Linked DNA regions of Gossypium hirsutum: region 1 is linked to region 2. Evidence: chromatin contacts called from public Hi-C data. All regions are on one chromosome and are shown on one strand. The core of a region is the stretch at or near the end of the contact, and the rest is flanking DNA. Distances in the headings are between cores, read along the strand shown.

Region 1 (2,933 bases), core at 105-2,604, 220 kb before region 2:
ACAAGACCCAAGTTCCTACTCTGAATAAAATACTACAACTACAACCCCCAAAGTTGTTTGGAATTTGATGTATGGGGGTAGTTTGAGAGCTAATACATACAGCTAAGCTGTTTGGCAGTGAGGGAAAATAATGATTAGTGGGGACTGTAAGTGAGAAATGACAGATATTTATCTGATGAACAAATTCTCATAAGAAATGAACAAAAACTAGACCAGAAGTGATTTCATCCATAACAAAAGGGAAAAAGTAACCAATGAACGATTGAAAATTACTTGTTTTAACGTGTTGGGATGTGAATGTAGGCTTCGGGATTTACCTGTAAGGAATCACCAACATTGATGAAAAAAGAGTATTGGTCTGGTGGGACTGAAATCCAAGTGCCATCTCTAAGAGAGATTTGAAGGCCGGAAGTGTTGTTGGATCTTAGGACCGAAATGATTTGTGGGTCAGTGTGTTCACCGAATCCAATCACATTACTGCTCGTTCCATTCAAGGACTGAACCACCTCTGGGCATGGAGGGTAATGGTTCAGCCTGAAAACAGAGTCACTCTGTTCATCCATCATCAGCTTACTCAACACATTTCTTGGCTGAATCTTTAGCCCATCAGCTATCATTTCAAGTATCTCACATGCCATTTTCTTCACTGCTGCCATATAATTATCCAAAGCAATCCTGGAAAACCAAAAACAGCACAGTTTTCAAAAGCTGTAAAAAAACCCGACAAAACAAATTCCTTGGTGTAAGAAAAAAAATTAAAAAAATTTACCTGAAACTCTCTGGGTTTTCAGTTCCAAGGAGATTCGGGTCTTGGTTGGTTGTGAGGAGAAGATATTCCACCCAACCAACATCACCATTTGGTCCAATCCTTTTATTACCATAGCCATAAGGCTTGGGTTGTCCTGTTTTCTCTTTCTCAGAAAGGGGTAAAGAGAAGAACTTGGTGGCTTCAGATTCTAGCCGGGAAATGAAGTCCATGGGAACCCCATGGTTGATGACCTTGAAGAACCCAAATTCTTCACAGGCTTTGATGATCTGCTGCCTGGAATCTGGTTTGGAGAGGTCCACAAGAGGGATAAGAGGAGGGAACAATGTAGCTGCCTGCTTGTTTCTGATACAACTAAACTGTTCAATTGCTGGTTTTGACAGTATCACCATTGTTTTTTCCTTGCTTGCTGCCTTTTCTTTGTCAGTTGTTTGATGTTATCTTTGTTGGGTTCTTTTCGATGCAACTAAGAAAGAAAGCAAAACGGATGGATAAGATTGAACTGGTTTGGTGATGAAAGAAGAGAAAATTTTGGAGTTCGATACAGATTTGTATGGAGGGGGGCAAATGAACAAATGACTGGGGTTTTGCTTGGCTATTTATAGCAGGAGAAAAGCGAATTTAGATTTTTTAAAAATATATAAAAAAAAAAGAAGTTTCTTCTTTATTTTATTTATTTATTTTACATGTAACAGAAGACATGTAAATTTATATTCTAAACAGGCTAAGGTCGGCCGTCAGGACCTTTCACAAAAGCAAAGTCAACACTCGTCACCAATCCCCTATTACTATTATTATTATTATTATTATTATTATTATTATTATTTAGTTCTCTGACAATTTGTATTTACCTGAAAATTAGTTTGATTTTTTAAAGCTATTTAATACTATTAAAATAAACTGACGTGACAGCATATGTTAAGATTGTTAGTTGAGTATATAGACATAATGGTTTAGTAATATAATTTTGATATCCATACAACATTAAAATTTTTTCAATTGAGACAATGATGGTTGATTCAAGAAGAAGAAGCTTCTTTGATTTTGAATTGTGTTATTGGAAGAAAATTACAAGTCTTTATCTTAATTCAATCATTCTCCTTTTTAGTAACTAGAAAGAATTGAATTCGATTTCCATGCCTACAATCATAAATTGGTAGTTGTATAGTTTGACGAAAAGTGGATTCATACCAAATATTAAAATAAAATTAATTGAGAGAGAGTGAAAGTTGATGAAATGTGGCAAAAGCTTACTACAGAAAATGGCACGACTGTTGGGAAGGCAAACCTTGATACTATAACCCCCATTGCTAATGTTTACTACCCATAGATTTTGACTATCAACTACAATCATTATTATATTTCTTCTCTTGACCCTAATATTATTGACTCTAATCTCCACACTCTTCAACTTTGGTGTTCTCAAGGTTTTACCTTTCCAACTCATTTATATATTACTCACTAACACCATCAATTATATGCCACATTTTCACAATTTTATTACAATTAAAAAATTAATGAGGTGTCAATTTTAATAAGACGTGACTATATAGAATAGTGTGTGGTTTGACAATGGAAACTGTGGATAGATCACATGGGTACAGTCAAATTTGTTAATGGCAAAGTACGTATTGATCATGTTTTTTTGGTAATAGGGGGGAGCATTGGAGAGGTGACTTGAAATGCTTCAAATGCATGTCCCTAGGCAAGGCATGGGCATGGTATCTTCCATTTCTAATTCCTTTCATCAACCATTACTACAATTTTCGTACAGTCTTAGTCGACTTGATATTCACAATTTAATTACTAGGGTTTTCTTACTTAATTTTTATCCCTATAATTTTTTTATTTATACATTTTCAAATAAAATTAATATTATAATTTTTATGTTAATAAAACTAACATTCTACTTTTAAATATATTTTTTAAGGAATAAATATTTGATGAACTATCGGTGTACAAATTTCCTGCATCATTAGTGAATAAAAACTTGTCATATCATCATTAAATTAAACAAAAAATGGAGGACTTGTAAATAAATACAAATAATTTTATTTAAACATAATTAAAAATCAATTGTAACTATCATAAATAAATAATAACTCTCGAATTTAGAATCTTGGATTTAAGGGTTTAAAGATTTTGGGTTTTAACTTTTATTTATAAT
Region 2 (2,703 bases), core at 138-2,637:
TTTACAAAAATATTATAAAAAATAAAAATTTACCAAAATATTATCCTTTTTTTTATTTACCAAAATATTATTTTTTTTAAATTACCAAAATATACCAAAAAAAAGCTAAAAAAGCCTGCAAAAGGCTGCACCGAACCAGGGTCAGGCCAATGGCATTGGCGGCACCAATGCCTTATTTAGGTAGCCGACCGGTGCTGGGGGGAAGAAGGAGAGGGAAAGAAAGAAAGAAAGAAAGAAAGAAAGGAAGGAGAGGAAAGAAAGAAAAAGAAGGAAAGAAAAGGAAAGGAGAAGAGAAAAAAAAAGAGGGAAGGAAGGAAAAAAAGGAAAAAAAGGAAATTTTTTGTAATATTTGTATGTTAAAAATTTATGTTATGTAAATTATACGTATTTTAATATTTTATTTAGCATATATATTTTGATGTTATGTACATTATACGTATTTATGTTATGATATGTACATTGTATGTTGATTAGGGATTTTTTTTGTGAATTTTACTTAGGAAGTTGAAATTAGTTATTTTAGGAAAATAGCATTAAAAGTAAAATGATAAAGAAATATGTTTAAGAAAATATTAAATACGAAAAGAAAAAACGAGAATTCTATATTCAGCGAAAATAATAAAATGCAAAAAAAATTGTATATGTAATAAATCTCAAACATAATGCATTGAAATAATGTAAAATGAAAAAATTAAAAATGACGATATTTTTTAAAATAATAAAATGCGGATAAAAAAATACGAACAAATGGCCGAAGTAAGAGTGTATTAGTAAATTTTTAAAAAAATTCAGAAATAATCAATACAAATAATTGAAACAAAATGTACTTAAATAATATAAAATAATAAAAAACGAAAATAATATATTTTTATTCAAAGTAATAAAAATGGGGAAAATAATAATACGAGCAAAGGGCAGGGAAAAAGGTTTTTTTGGGTTTTTACCAAAATATTACAAAAAAATAAAAAATACCAAAATATTATAAACTTTTTTTATTTACCAAAAAATACGAACAAATGGCGGAAGTAAGAGTGTAGTAATACTAACTTTTTTTAAAATTAAGAAATAATTAATATAAAATATTTCAAAAAAAGTACTAAAATAATATAAAATAATAAAATACGAAAATAATATATTTTTACTGAAAGTAATAAAAATCGAGAAAATAATACGAGCAAATGGCAGGGGTAAGGGTTGTTTTCTTACACAAAATTAATTTAAATAACACACAAATTTAATAAATTTCAAACATTATGCACTGAAATAATGTAAAATTATAAAATTAGAAATTATGATATTTTTTAAAGGAATAAAATGCAGAGAAAAAAATACGAATAAATGGCTCGATTTTTTTACTAACTTTTTTTTCAACTTGCAGGCATCGTAATGGCTCGATTGATTGGAAACGGTGAACACATATTTGCTGCGGCTAATAACGCGGTATGATTTATTATTTACTAATCACGAGTTCTATTTATTTAAAAAGGATATACGCAGTATATACAAATAAATTATGTTATCGTAATAATTTTTCTGTAATTTAACACTATCAGGACTCGTTCCGAGTATTAAGGGGCCGTGTGAGTGTTTTAAAGAAAGCTCCGTATGCACGATTGATGCCGTACTTGGAGCTAGCCGGATTTAGGTCAATAGCATTGATCCGGTCCTCTGACTTGCGCTTTGATATATTATCTGCGCTAGTGGAGCGGTGGCACCCGGAGACCCACACTTTTCATTTTCCGTGCGGGGAGTGCACGACGACCTTGGAGGATGTTACATTGCAGCTTGGGCTTCCAATTGACGGGAGTCCCGTAACGGGAGTATCTGCATTTACGGATCTGGCTGCACTTTGTTATCAACTCCTGGGAGACTCGCCAGAGGACGGTGAGTCGTATTTTTTCGGCATAAAATTTATATGGCTGAAAGCTAAAATTGGACAATTATCAGCGAATGCCAGTGAAGGTGAGTTGATGTGCGCTGCTCGAGCGTACATCATGCATATGATAGGGGCAGTACTCATGCTTGATGCAAACGGTGACAGTGTGCATTTGATGTACTTGTCCCTACTAGCTGATCTATCCACTGCTAGGTTGTATAGCTGGGGTTCCGCCGTTCTAGCAATGCTGTACCGGGAGCTTTGTCGAGCGACAAAGCCGAAAGTCCATGACATCGGCTGATGCCTCATACTGCTATAGTCCTGGGCGCTTTATCGGCTACCGTTTTTGGCATCCGTTAGTCACCAACCGTATGTGTATCCACTGCCACTCAGGTGATAAAATATAAATTGTCATTATTTTGTAGTCATAATATATTGACTAATGTTACCAACCCTAAACCCTATATTATTTTTTATAGGTGGACTGTTCGTCCAGGCATCGGGAAGTCGTATGATGTCCCGATATACCGCATGATGATTGAACAGCATGCCCGGGAAGGGGTAAACTGCTATTCTAATATTCATGACATCTATTCTATTTCTATATCTTACTCACACGTTATGGCTCTAACTCGTTACAATGTTATCATGCAGTTTATATGGATGCCATACCGTAGGCCGAAAATCACAAACGTTGTACCCTCGTCCTCATACGTTGATTCCCACATATGGTACACTAACGCACCAATTATCAATTTCAACGTAGTCGAGTGGTATCACGGAGATAGGGTGCTATGACAGTTTGGCTGCATCCAACCTATCCCGGA

The links. Hi-C and Micro-C count contacts between places; a contact is called where the count stands out from the background.
Region 1: a contact with region 2 is called in a Hi-C map of leaf, with 1.7 times the contacts expected there. The contact joins the promoter of LOC107918373 here to the promoter of LOC107919231 in region 2. A contact is called at or near these places in 2 of 34 Hi-C or Micro-C datasets (both in leaf).

What each region holds. Positions count from the first base shown.
Region 1 is chrD13:53,433,253-53,436,185 of Gossypium_hirsutum_v2.1, reverse strand. LOC107918373 (gibberellin 2-beta-dioxygenase 1) reads right to left here and starts at 1,354. Exons shown (of 3, transcript XM_016847923.2): 1 at 770-1,354; 2 at 318-675. The coding sequence starts at 1,158.
Region 2 is chrD13:53,216,737-53,219,439 of Gossypium_hirsutum_v2.1, reverse strand. LOC107919231 (protein MAIN-LIKE 2-like) reads left to right here and starts at 1,387. Exons shown (of 2, transcript XM_016848734.1): 1 at 1,387-1,440; 2 at 1,554-2,177. The coding sequence starts at 1,387. The coding sequence ends at 2,177.